Regions from separate parts of the Sus scrofa genome. Here all the other regions are linked to region 4. The links are chromatin contacts, called in public Hi-C, HiChIP or PLAC-seq and promoter capture Hi-C maps. All regions are on one chromosome and are shown on one strand. Each heading gives the region's core, a stretch centred on a gene start, on an enhancer-like site or on the middle of the called end of the contact. The rest is flanking DNA. Distances are from core to core; before and after follow the strand shown.

Evidence for each region. Promoter capture Hi-C pulls out the DNA fragments that hold promoters and counts their contacts. Hi-C and Micro-C count contacts between places; a contact is called where the count stands out from the background. HiChIP or PLAC-seq counts read pairs in DNA pulled down with a chosen protein or histone mark.
Region 1: a Hi-C map of omental adipose tissue shows a contact between it and region 4, with 4 times the contacts expected there. The contact joins two enhancer-like sites. A contact is called at or near these places in 1 of 5 promoter capture datasets (fetal liver), 26 of 47 Hi-C or Micro-C datasets (adipose tissue, alveolar macrophages, blood and 14 more) and 2 of 2 datasets of contacts at active chromatin or transcription factors (alveolar macrophages and skeletal muscle).
Region 2: a contact with region 4 is called in an H3K27ac HiChIP or PLAC-seq map of skeletal muscle. The contact joins the promoter of IRF2BPL here to the enhancer-like site in region 4. A contact is called at or near these places in 2 of 5 promoter capture datasets (fetal skeletal muscle and liver), 12 of 47 Hi-C or Micro-C datasets (embryonic fibroblasts, epiblast stem cells, fetal skeletal muscle and 6 more) and 2 of 2 datasets of contacts at active chromatin or transcription factors (alveolar macrophages and skeletal muscle).
Region 3: a contact with region 4 is called in a promoter capture Hi-C map of liver, with 6 times the contacts expected there. The contact joins two enhancer-like sites. A contact is called at or near these places in 5 of 5 promoter capture datasets (fetal liver, fetal skeletal muscle, liver and 1 more), 16 of 47 Hi-C or Micro-C datasets (blood, embryonic fibroblasts, epiblast stem cells and 10 more) and 2 of 2 datasets of contacts at active chromatin or transcription factors (alveolar macrophages and skeletal muscle).

Annotation. Positions count from the first base shown.
Region 1 is chr7:100,141,837-100,144,663 of Sscrofa11.1, reverse strand. No RefSeq gene overlaps it. Among named protein-coding and RNA genes, the nearest start is that of MIR9860, 16 kb to the right of the region's middle. Within about 2 kb of position 1,398, at least 14 of the 83 cell types and tissues checked have an H3K27ac peak or open chromatin away from gene starts, as enhancers often do. A contact at or near this core is called in adipose tissue, alveolar macrophages, embryonic fibroblasts and 4 more, where this site is marked.
Region 2 is chr7:100,122,331-100,125,460 of Sscrofa11.1, reverse strand. It overlaps IRF2BPL (interferon regulatory factor 2-binding protein-like), which reads left to right and starts at 1,641. Exons shown (of 2, transcript XM_001928316.6): 1 at 1,641-3,130. The coding sequence starts at 2,972.
Region 3 is chr7:100,167,405-100,170,651 of Sscrofa11.1, reverse strand. It overlaps LOC106504515 (a long non-coding RNA gene), which reads right to left. Exons shown (of 4, transcript XR_001298064.2): 3 at 2,173-2,258. Among named protein-coding and RNA genes, the nearest start is that of CIPC, 11 kb to the left of the region's middle. Within about 2 kb of position 1,266, at least 22 of the 83 cell types and tissues checked have an H3K27ac peak or open chromatin away from gene starts, as enhancers often do. A contact at or near this core is called in liver, omental adipose tissue and retroperitoneal adipose tissue, where this site is marked.
Region 4 is chr7:100,040,426-100,043,546 of Sscrofa11.1, reverse strand. No RefSeq gene overlaps it. Among named protein-coding and RNA genes, the nearest start is that of LRRC74A, 67 kb to the right of the region's middle. Within about 2 kb of position 1,341, at least 66 of the 83 cell types and tissues checked have an H3K27ac peak or open chromatin away from gene starts, as enhancers often do. A contact at or near this core is called in adipose tissue, alveolar macrophages, embryonic fibroblasts and 9 more, where this site is marked.

The sequences.
Region 1 (2,827 bases), core at 149-2,648, 100 kb before region 4:
ATAAAGCAGAGCCACAGCCCAGGTTCAGAGGGATGAGGTTTCCCTTGAGAAGACACAGCTGTTGGTGGTGACTTCCAACTCCCCCCAGATGACAGAGGCCTTGGGATCCAGACCCGGGGTCTCTACCTTCTGGAATGGGGGGAAGGAGTAGAGGAGCCTGACATGTTACAGATGAGGAAACTGAAGCTCAGAGGCATTATATGGCCTATCCAAGGTCACCGCACACACTCCAAGTCCCAGATGCAAGGAACTTTGCTCACTGCTGAATCCGACACAGGCGGTTGGTTCTGGGGTGGTCTCTGAGCTTGAACTGATGCCTGGTTGACTCTAAATCTAATTGGCTCCAAAAAGCTAGCTTACCTTTCCACTCATTTTGTCTGTCGCTCACTGTCAGTCCTCCCTCCAAAAACCTGGCGCATTGCCAGGTGGGTGACACCTTATGGGTACTCTGGAATACTGGGTTCCAACCACCAGGCAGCAGCGGGTCGTGCTAACAACCACCCCCTTCATCGCCTGAGCGGGCAGGCCTGCATCTTTGCTCACGGCCAGCAGGGGGCGCACACACATTGTTTCTAGTGGGCTTCTCACCAACTTCCCCAGTCCCCCTCCTGTAGTTGAGCGTGGGTTGCACATACAGGGGCACTACTCCAACCAGCCCATTTAATGTCAGGAGCCTTTACACTGTGTAGTTTTCCCTAACAGGCAGCCCCCTCGGCAACGAATAGGATCTAATATTTACTAAGTGGTTCCTATACCAGACACCAGGCCAGGCACTTGACAAGCATGATCTCATTTCACCATCTAAGATACTGAAATGATCACTTTTACAAATAAGAGTACCAAGTGTCTACTTTTACCTCATTTAAGAAGCTGGAAGGAGTTCCCCTCGTGGCTCAGCGGAAACGAATCTGACCAGCATCCATGAGGACGTAGGTTCGATTCCTGGCCTCACTCAGTGGGTTAAGGATCTGGTGTTGCCGTGAGCTGTGGTGTAGGTCGCAGACACTGTGGTGTAGGCTGGCAGCTGCAGCTCTGATTCAAGCCCTAGCCTGAGAACCTCCATATGCCACTGGTGCGGCCCTAAAAAAAGGGGGGGGGGAGGGAATACTGAGGTTTGGGGCTAAGTGGCATATCACCCCTACCCTCCAGACCTCCCCTTTCTGCTCCCAGGTGGTGGGCATGGGAGAGGGCACTGAATGAGGCCTGGGCCTCCAGAGAGGGCTGGGTTGGAAAGGACCCTTCCCAGAAGAGGAATAGTTCCTGCCCTAGTTCTGCCTCGGCTCCTGCCTCCTCCTTGTGTTTTGTCACTGTTCCCCAAAGCTCTGGGCGGGCCCCTTGAGCAGGCCTGCCAGCTCCATGCTGCTCTGATGGGGCACCCCAGGACACTTCCTCTTGGTATCAATTCCAGCCACCTGGCACACACCAGGGAGTGTCCTAGGTGGTGACGTTGGTAGTGGTGGTGGGTAAGGGAGAGCCAACCTCTTGGGAGGAGACAAGGGGTCAGGACATGTCACAGTGGGACCAGCTAGCCCACCCCATCTGCCATTTTACATGCAAGGAAGCAAACCCAGACGGGGGAGGCCTCTGACCCAAGGTCACCTCGCTTGTAGTGGCAGAGCCAGGGTGGGCAGATCTCTGAGCTGCCAGGCTTTCTTCAGGCATTAACTGATCATGTTCTCCAGGGCCTGGAATTGCCTCTTTCCCACACATCCCCTCCATGCTCCGTGTCAAACCCTGCCCGTCCTGACCTAGGATGCATCCAGTCTCCTGACCCTCTGTGGTGAAGGCTTCTCTCCCTGCAGTGGAATCATCGCTCTTTAACTGGCCCGGAGCCCATGCACTCTGTTCCAGGTTGACTTGCCTCTTCTTCCCAGCAGATCTTTGAGACAAGTGCCAAGGGGTAGGGCAGTACAATGGAGAGGGCACTGGGCCAGGCGCGCAGACACCTGAATTTGAACTTGGCAGAACCACTAACTTGCAGGGTGTCTCAGGAAGGTCACTCTACTTCCTCGGGCCTCCGTTTCCCCTCTGGTCTTGATCAGGGCTTCTCAGACTCTGTCTGTGGAGTTGGCCTCTGGCCGGAGTGGACCAGGCCCTGCACTGAACTCAATGGTAGCAATCTCGCTTTTTTTCTTTCTTAAATACATGGGTTTTTGTGAAGGGGAGTGGGAGAAGTTTCTGAGGCTGAGAGAAGTTTGAAAACCAGAGTTCCTATTGTGGCTCAGTGGGTTACAAGACTGACTAGCATCCATGAGGATGCAGGTTTGATCCCTGGCTTGCTCAGGGGGTTAAGGATCCGGCGTTGCTGTGAGCTGTGGTGTAGGTCACAGACTCGGCTGGTATCCGGTGTTGCTGTGGCTGTGGTGTAGGCTGGCGGCTGCAGCTCCTACTCGACCCTTAGCCTGGGAACTTCTAGATGCCACAGGTGTGGTCCTAAAAAAAAAAAGTTCAAAAATCATTTTGAGGTCCTTTCTACTCTTATTTTGCTGTTCTTTGTCTCTCTTTCATCCCTCAGCCGCTAGCAGGAATATAGCATCTTGCATAGAAAAATCTAAGGAAGTATTTGGTGGGTGGAATTGAAGGTCAGGGCTGGGAAGCTGGGCTGTGCTGAACCTGGCTGGGCAGGGGAGGGGCCAAGCAGGAAGCACAGGCCAGAAGACAGGTGGAGGGAAAGGGGCCTGGAACCAGCTTCCAAGGGGAAGAGAGCCTTTGCAAAGGGGGCTGAGCTTGCGTCTGCAGCTTCTGCTCCCCGCCTCCTCCAGGCTCCCCCTGCCCCCACTTGCCCCTCAAGCGAGCTTCCACCTCCCCCACAACCCTGCTGCAGGGG
Region 2 (3,130 bases), core at 392-2,891, 82 kb before region 4:
AAAGAGGGGCTCCCTTGGATTCTTCCATCCCCCTTTCTCCCTATTCTTAAAAGCTCCCCTTCTTTTGCACGTAGGGCCCCAGAATGAGTGGGAGATTGGGGTGCTGAGAAGGGCTGGACTGGGGGAACAGGTTCTGAAGGTCAAGTAGCAAAATAAAAATAAATACTCCTTGTTGCTTCAACTGAACTTTATTATAATTAGTAGTAATAGCAGTGACAAGAGCTGGGATCCCTACATTCTGTGCAATTTACAAAGTACTTCCACATGTTAATCTGTCATAGTACCAATATTAATATCAATACTAATAATAACCAACCCTTTCTGATGACTTCCTGTGAACCTGACTCTGTGCTACAGTCTGGGCAGTGGCAGATCCACCACTTCTGTATGTGGAAGAATTCAGTGGCACAATCTATTTGGAAGGGGAGGATGGGGGGGGTTAATTATGAAGATGTATTTGCACAGAACTTTACATGAGATTGTATGCAACAAATGGGGGGGGGGCATGATGGACATTTTGAGCACTCCCAAACCATCTCTGAGAACCTAAGCTTGTCAAAGCCACCTTTCAAAGCAGATTTTTCTGGATTCGGATCCCAGTTCTGTCTCTAATGGCTGTGTGACCTTGGGCAACTTATTTAACCTCTCTACTTTCGGAACTTGTAAAACAGAGTTAATAATAGAATCTACCTTGCAGATAATACTGAGAATGTAATGATGATGCAACTAAACCACCTAACAGTATCTGGCTTCCAACAAGTCTCAGTGAGTTGCCTCCCATCAGGACAAGAAACAAAATGAAATCTTAAAACAGTTCTAATAAGCTGGGAGCTCTGATCCCATTTTACAGATGGAAAACAGATGTTATTATCTTAGGGTAAGTAACTAACTCAAGGTCACAAAGCCAGTAAGTGATAGAGAGGAAATTCCAACCTAGTGTGCCAGGCTCCGGAACCTGAAATTCCATTATATTGTCTGCCCCCACTCCAGCCTTGTCCAGGATTGTCTCAATTTTCATGGTGGGGGGAAAGCAGACCCAATACTTAGAAAAATCAATTGAAATGCCCCAACTAGCCCTATGACCAACACATCTGGTCTGCAATCAACAATAATGATGAGAAGTGATGGGGGCCTTGCTCAGCCTTCTGGAGCACTATGGAATGAAATCACAGCACATGAGAAGGAACTTTGAAAACTGCGGCTGTTTTACAAAGAGATATCAATACTATTAAATGTTGAGCCCACCTTTTTTTTTTTTTTTTTAAATCAAACCCGGAAAAACCACTCACCTGTTTGGTCTCTCCAGCACCTCCCCCTCCCTGCCCCCAGCTGCAGCTGTGTGCAGCCAGTGGACTGTTTTCCTTAAAGGCCTCCGGGTGCTCATAGCTTCTTTAGACATTCAGCCAAAATTTTTAGAGTGCGGCTTGGGGGAGGGGTATCTCCCCCTGAATTCATTTAGCTCCGTTGTTGAAGCGCAGGTTCCTAGACCAGGGCACAAAAACAAAGCGAAAAGGCAATTTTTGGAAGACTGGAACACAGCTAATTTTACAGGTGCTTCGGCATCAGTGGTAGCAAAGATGTGACCTCCACAGGGGGGGCGGGGGGAAAGGTTTGATTGCCGATGAAATGGATAATACCTACGTGGAATTCAAGGCGAAAATCTTGAAACAGGACATTTAAATCCGCTGCCAGGGGTGGGGTGGGGAGCGGGATCGGAAACGACGCTTGTGGTTTTTAAATGCGTTTTTACTTGGGAAAGCCGGGCGGGGAAAGGAAAGGTCATCGTCTGTTTAATTTCCACCCCCAGCCCTGGACTTCCAGCCTTAGCTCGCGGGGCCTCAGCTGTTGTACACACACGGCGAGGGGGGAGGGGAGGGCGGAGGCGCGGAGGAGGGGCCGACTGGGAGGAATCTGGGCTCTCTGCCGCGCATGCGCCTTTCCCGAGCAACAAGTGGGCTCCACAGAGGAAGTGTAAAGGGGAGGGGGGGAGAACTGGTGCAGAGCATGGCGGTGACGTCAGCGCTCCGCCCGGGCGGCATCCCGCGCGGCCAAGCCCGGGACAGCGCGAGCCGCAGCGCGAGCGGGAGCGCCGAGACGCGCCTCCGGAACGTAGAGTAACAATCACAACCCCACATTCCGGGCGAGTGTGAGCGGGAAGGGATGCGACCCGGGCCGAGGCGCCGCGCGAGCGCCCTGCAGCCAACGTGAGCGCCGCCAGCCGCGGCGGCCCGGGCGCCCGCCAGGCCTGGGGGCGGCGGGAGCCTGCGTGCGTGCACTCCTCTACTCTGCTCGCGTGCATCCTGGAAGCAGTGGCCGCGGCGGCTCCCTCCGGCCGTGCAAACCCAGCCGCCGCCAGCGGAACGGCCGACGCTGCGGAGGGGAGAAGCTCCTCTCTCGGCTGCCAACCCCTCCCCCGGCCCTCCCGGGAAGCAGCGACTTCAGCAAGATTGGACCCGGGCACCGGGTGGCACTGAACCCTCTATAGCCTTCGCCCCAGGGAGCCTGGCGGGGAGAGGACGCAGGTCGTAGGGCGCCCCCCCTCCAAGAGGAGAGGAAGAGACAGCCCCTTTCGAGCTTCCACGCACCAGCCACTCCGGGGAGGGGGCCAAGAACCCACAGCGGCCAGCACCCGGCACCCTCGCCCCCTCCCCCCGGGCCCGGAGCTTCCAGTCCAGGTCCGCGACACCAGGAAGAAGGCGCCTGAGCTACCCTCCCGACGAGACAGCCGCAGTAGGAGGTGGGGGCGAGGAGCGGGCTGGACTCGTCCGCCGCCCAGGCGCTGGAGCCCCCGCGGAGAGGCGCTGCGCCGGCGGTGGAGACTCGCGCTCCCTCCAGCCCCTGGGGCAGAACTTTCTCGCCCCCCCTCCCTCCCCCGCAGCCAGACTCCCTCCCCAGCCGGCCAGCCCTCCGGGAGGAGAAGGCGCCGCGGAGACAGCCCGGGCGGGGGCCTACCTTCCCCAGGGCCGGCATCATGTCGGCGGCGCAGGTGTCCTCGTCCCGGAGACAATCTTGCTACCTGTGCGACCTGCCCCGCATGCCCTGGGCCATGATCTGGGACTTCTCGGAACCCGTATGCCGCGGTTGCGTCAACTACGAGGGCGCGGATCGCATCGAGTTTGTGATCGAGACC
Region 3 (3,247 bases), core at 17-2,516, 130 kb before region 4:
TAGCAATCACTCCTGTTGCCTGGACATGGCATTGTCTCCTGGGACCACTCTGTACCACTAACTTGCTGGTATGAGGGCAGGATGGAGCAGTGGGCAACAGATGGTCTTCTCCCCGAATGGCGGCCCCTTGCTGCCTGGGTCCCAAGGCAGAACCACTTGTATCTTTAGTCGCTTCTTACATGATGACTCCTCTCTCCATTTATCATCCTAATCTGTCCCTCCCGGGGGCTGGAAATGAGTCTCCCAGGCAAGTTGGGGGTGGCAGCTCACAACCCTCCATGCCTCTCCTGAATTCCTTCAGCTCGCCCTTAGAAAATTATGCTCTCCCCACAGAATTTGGCACCCAAACAAAACAAACTGAAGAAAACTCAAAACCCTTCTGCTTCAATAAAAAATAACAAAAATGTGCCAATGGAGGCAAATAGATACTAATACTTGGGTGGGGGGGTAGTTGGTGGTGTTCTGTCAACTCCATCCCATGGTTCAGAAAACCCAAGTATACTGAGGGTTTCTTGTATAACTTGAAAATGAGGTGAAGACTACCCACCCCCTTCTTAAAAGCACCCCCTGCTTCCATAAGGGATACGATGCATGAACCAGGCTATCTCGTGGGCAATCTGTGAGAACATCATTGAGCAGAAAGTGTCTGCAATGTTTGCGGTCAAATGGGGTTCTGGCTCTACCAGAATTTTCATTGTAGACTGGAAACATCCTTAGCACAAAAACAAACCCCAAAACAAACAAACAGAAAACAACGAACACAAAACAAGCTAGATCCAGATCATGCAAAAGACCAAGATAGAAATGCGATTTCCCTGAAAGTAGACTTCATGGTATGGTGGACAGATCCCAGGATGTGGCATTAAAGATCTCAGTCAAATAAATCCAGGCTTTGTGACAACCCAGGGTCTCCTGATTAAGTCCCTTTACCTCTCAGAGCTGCTCTTTTCATTGCTAAAACGGAGTGCTGCTAACATCTGCCTTCCTTTTCAGGGTGGTGAGGATGGAACAAGTGAAAACAGGCAAAAGTGCTTTACAAACTGTCAAGGGTCAGTTATTCTCTAAGGGCAAGCTGGAGGAATTCGCAGCAGCTGTCACATCTATGTGGCTTTTACTAGCTGACTAGTAAGACTAGTGGGGTGGGGTCTTTCCAGGGATGGCTCTGCACCCACACATGGTGTGTCTTCAGCACAGCCTGCAACTGACCGAACACATGTTGATACATAACTTTGTCTGAAGGCCAGTGGAAAACAACCCAGCCTGGTGAGGCCAGTCCTCTAGGGCCAGAGACAAGGGGACTGCCTGTGCCTAGTGACTGTGTGTGCTCACTGACGTCAGGCAGCCGATCCTTCTGAACCATTTTTCATCCCACAATCATTGCTATGTTTTCCCCAACAATGTCAATCTTCATGCCAAGAGCATCAGTGATTGATGCAGCATATCTTAAAAGAGTATTTCTCTATTATCTTTGGGATTATTTTTCCAAGTGAGGGACACCCAGGTTTTGCTGCTGGCACTTTCCTGATCTTGCCAGAAGGATCCTGCAGAGGCAGGAAGTGACTAACCCTGGTACCAGGAAAAGCAGAGCCCCTGCCCCTGCCTGGAGTTCATTCAATGTTGGCACAAAGATTTATTATGATAAGAAAGGAATGCTGTATTGCATCATGTCCTTGGAAAGTCCAGCCTGTGTCACTAAATGGTCATGACTTTGGCATTAACAAAGGTTTTGAGGCATGACCGACCTCCATCAAAGATCCAACCCCAGCAGCAAAGGCTTTCTAAGTCTGGGTGTCCCCCACCTACCTTCCAAATTTTGTCTAGATTCATGAACATAAGTGAAGCTTTGGATATTGGACGATGATTGCAGTTACAGTAATAGATAGATTAGTGCTTTTTTTCTTTTTTTTCCTGAAAGATTAGCCTTAAATTTTAGTTTATTTTTTGGCCACACTGTGCAGTGGCTTGACGTGGGATCTCAGTTCCCAGACCAGAGGTTGAACCGGGCAGCAGTGAAAGCAATGCATTCTAACCACTAGACCACCAGGGAACTCCCAGACTTAAATTGATTTTGATATAAAGGTTCTGCTGACTCAAGATCTTGTCCCATTATCTGCCATTTCCCACTTGGAACTTGTCCCTTTTGCTATTTCTGTATAATGTGACCCTGCATACCTTGTGGGCTGTGGCTCACCAGTCACTGGCTCCTTTGCTGGCCCTTGGGTGGTCTTGCAGCAGCCCCCAAGGGGAAAGTTTCAATCCTGGGGAGGGGGAGGGGGAGAGGAGGGTGAGGGAGGGTCCAGTAGGCCTGCAATTTCCCCCAGCTGGCTGCACTCTAGCGCCCCTCCTCACAGCGCTGCCTCCAAGCTATTCTAAGAGCCCAGCCGCCTGGGAGCACTCTGGGTGGAGCTGAGTAAGGGCACAGCAGACAGGACCTCCCAAGTCCCAGGCACATTTGCTGGAGGGCACCACGCTGCCCTAGGACTTGGGCAGAGGCTAGCGCTCTGCTACTGGGAAAACCAGACTCTTGGGTGGTGGGACCTGCCCGAGGTCTGGAAATCAACTCACTTTACACTTTCAAGTGGTGAAAGAGACTGGCTTTTACAGTCTAAGCGTATTCTAAATTCAAAACCCCAGGATTCTGTTACCACTGTTACTTGTTTAAAAAAAATCCCTTTTTCGGAGTTCCCTAGTGGTCTACTGGTTAAGGATTCAGCCTTGCCACTGCTGTGGCTTGGGTGTGATCCCTGGCCCAGGGAACTTCCACATGCTGCGAGATGCAGCAAAGAAGAAAAAAAAAATAACTCCATCCTTCAACATTAGCTTTGGTCAGCGAAGGTGTCTGGGACCGGACACACATAGGATTGCTATCACATGAACACAAAATATCCCTTCCACGCAATGTGCAGTTTCCAGAATGGCGATGAAGCTGCAGTAAACATCTAACAGGTCAACAGTATGCGACAAAAGCCAGTGAAGTCTGAAATAGCACTTTGGCACTCTGTCCTTTAATAATATTTTGTGTCCAGTATTTCCTCAACATAACGATGTGTTGTCATTGTTTTCTCTTGGTGGGAGATGCGAAATTATGAAGAAGTAGATTTCTGGCTCTAAACAAGAGAGATGGTGCCTGGCCAGGAGGAAAGGTCTCCATGTGCACTGATGAGACAATAAGCAAATACATATGCAGCTCGTCTCTACTCATTATTCTAAATCTTCATTGATAAATCATTATGCCTCACACAGACTT
Region 4 (3,121 bases), core at 92-2,591:
TCAGCAGAGCCATCAAAGGAGGAAGACCTGGTGGGGGTGGGGTGGAGGGAGCCAGGGCAGCAGAGAGGGCACAGTGACGGATCCAGAGCCTTCGAGGGGGAGACCCGGAAGGGGTGGGCCCCTCCTTCCTGCGATCCACACCCCCTTCGGGGGTCTCCCGCTGCGCTTCCCCAGCCGAGAGAAGGCCCCTCTGCTCCTCCAACATGATCTGTAATTTCCGGCAGACATTTGAGGTCCCTGACATCTGCATAATGTGGGCCAGTCTCTTAGCAACGGGGAACAGCTGTCTGGCATTTCCAAGATTAAACTGTAACTATACACGGTCCTTGCCAGGGGAGGGGGAGGGAGAAGGGGATAAACACTGCCTCCTGGCATTTTCAAACTCATTTAGCTTTTATTCATTTCCTGCCTCCAGTAAAGAGGCCAGGGATTCAGGCTGGGCCAGGCTGTTCCTGCCCCTGCTTCCACCGCCGCTGCTGAGGTTGCAGATGGCTTTTCACCCAGATCTGATTTGCTTGGGAGGGGAGAGGGAGCAGGGACAGCACCAGGCTTTTTTGTTTTTATTGTATTTAGTTTTTGTAGGTGCAGTGATCCTGGCACACGCAGGGTAGGTGAAGCCTGGGAAGAAAGAAAGGCTGTGTGGTCTGTCCGTTAAAGCCCCCGAGGCGGCTCCAGCCGGGTTTCATTCCATCCAGCTCCATTGCTAATAGCTGCGTGACCTTGGGCCAAATCCCTTTACCTGTCTACACCTCCATCTCCCCATCTGTAAACGGAGATAATTCTACCACTCCAAGGGCTGCTGGGTAGATAAAATGAACACGCACTCAGGCAATAGAGCCGTGATTAATCTTGGTGCTTCTCTTCCTCTGCTCACCCTCCGCCCGCCCTTCATCTGTGTTCGCAACCTCGGGCTCTGCTAGGGGCAGAGGGAGATACCGTGGAGCCACCACTTGAACTCGTGTTCCCTGGAGCCCCAGGCAATGACACTTTAGCCCCCTCAGGACTTAAGCCCAACTCAGCAGTCCCCAGTAGGGCCCTTGGCAGCCAGACAGGAGGCATCCTCAACCCCCAGCCTCCTTGGGCCCCGGCAGCTCCTGGTCCCAACCTCTCCACCGCCGGTTCCTGCCATCTGGCTGCAGTTCTTGAACTCGAGAGTGCGGTGTTTTGGTTTTGCAGCAAGAAGGAAAAATAAAAGGGCGGGTGTGGGGCGGGACAGAATGGGCGAGGAGAGGAGAGGGAGGAGGAGGGAAAAACCCTTGAGCGGCCTGTGCTGGCCAGTTCCAGGAATGTGTGCTGGGACATCGGTGCCAAAGCAGTGACCCAGGCGAGGCGGCCAGGCCGGGGGAGGGGGAGGCCGGCTCCGGGGTGAGAGCTCTCCGCCTCCCACGGCCGCCTCTGCTGACTCATCGCAGCTCCAGTTGGCAGGAGCCTTTTCTGGGGATGGCTGTTGCTAAGATTCCTCGGAGATGACTGATTGCTTCTCCTTGAGCTTGGTGAAAACATGTTTGGGGACTGCACGCAAACACATGTACCCACTCCTGTGAATACCTGCACAGGTGGGTTTTGTGCCTAAATGTGTGTCTGCACACAGAGCACCGAACACGTGTGCACTGCTCCCCTGGCCTTCGTAACCCTTCGGTACCCACACTGCACACATGTGTGGACCAGCCCCCCCCCCCCCCCCCCGCCCACACACACACCAGGAGGGCGGAGACACGCCAGGTTTTCTCGGCCAGTAACTCAGGCCGTGGGGAAACCGCCAGTGTCTGGGCCTGCTTTAATCTCAAGGAGTTTTCAGGTTGCCTTGAAACATTCTTGGCCTCTGTCCCTCCACCCCCCTCCGTTTCTCCGCTGCCTTCATTCTGCTGGAATGATCTAATCTTCCCTTCTTCCTCCGCCTGCCAGGTTTTTGATGTCTGCTGTTCCAGGCACTCAGCTGGGAGCTGGAATGCTCTAAGCTGGATTCCGGGCCTGGACCTGATGCCCCAGGGGGCTCCTGGGGTGGGGGTGGGGGCTCAGAGGTTCTATTTCCCTTGGAGAGAGGGGACCACAGTGAGGACTCATGGATGGAAAGCTCTGGGCCTTTCTCTGGGCTCCGCTGCCGACAGGAATCTGGGAAACATTTGTTCCCGCTCTGTGCCAGGCCCAGAGCCTTGGCTAGGGTGGCCCAAGGGCTCAGGGCTCAGCGTGCAGCCCTGGACGCCTGGCCTCTGGTTGTCAGCCCTGTGCGTGAGCTTGGTCACACTGGGCTCTTGCTGCCTTGGTTTCCCCACCCGCTGGGCTGAAATTGGACTCCTTGCTGAGGCTGCCAGGGTTTTACTGCTACAGGGCTTGGCAGGCGCTTGGGCACCAGGCAAGGTTGTTTGTCACGGGTTCTCGCGGGGGCGGAGGGGCAGACGGCCCTGTGCCAGCACAGAGCCCACGTGCTTCCTCTCGCCAGCCCTGCCAGGCTCTCAAGTATGGCTTCTTTACAGGGACCCACCCAGGGGGCCAGATCCCACGAGCAAGAGCTCTCTGCCATGATTCAGCGGCGGTTGCTAAGGAAGGCCGGGTACCCTGCCTCGAGGGATGAGCGGTGGCCAGCCCGGATTAGCAGGCTCGGCGAGGCGCCCACCAGCCACAAGAAAAATATTCGTCTGGGCTCAGGGTCCTTAGACCTAAAATGCAGACAAGGCCGGCTCCACGGTTCCTGATGGTTTTGACATGCAACGATGCAGGGCAGGGGTGGAAATTAAGAGAGTAGAGCAAATGACAAAAATTAAAATGAGCTGAACAAAGAGACCACTTTCTGTGCGCATGTCAACAGCTAGTGTAAGCTCCAGACTGCAGAAACCCTCTACTGAACGTGCATTTTGTACAGCGCTGCATGAGTCCGACAGAGTCAACAAGCCCAGGACAGGAGAATACACGGCCTCGGGTTCTGAGGACACCAGCCTCCCCACTCGGGGTGCATCGGTCTGTCGCCTAATGCTCCTGGCCCGCCCCTGCCCCCCGACTCCAGCCAAGGGACAAAGCTGGCACCCAGCCACCTGCCTGCTCTCCTTACTTTCACCAGGAGGTGGCTAGAGCTTCTATGTGTGTTGTCTGCGGCTCAGGTTTGGGAATTATAAGGTAAATCAGT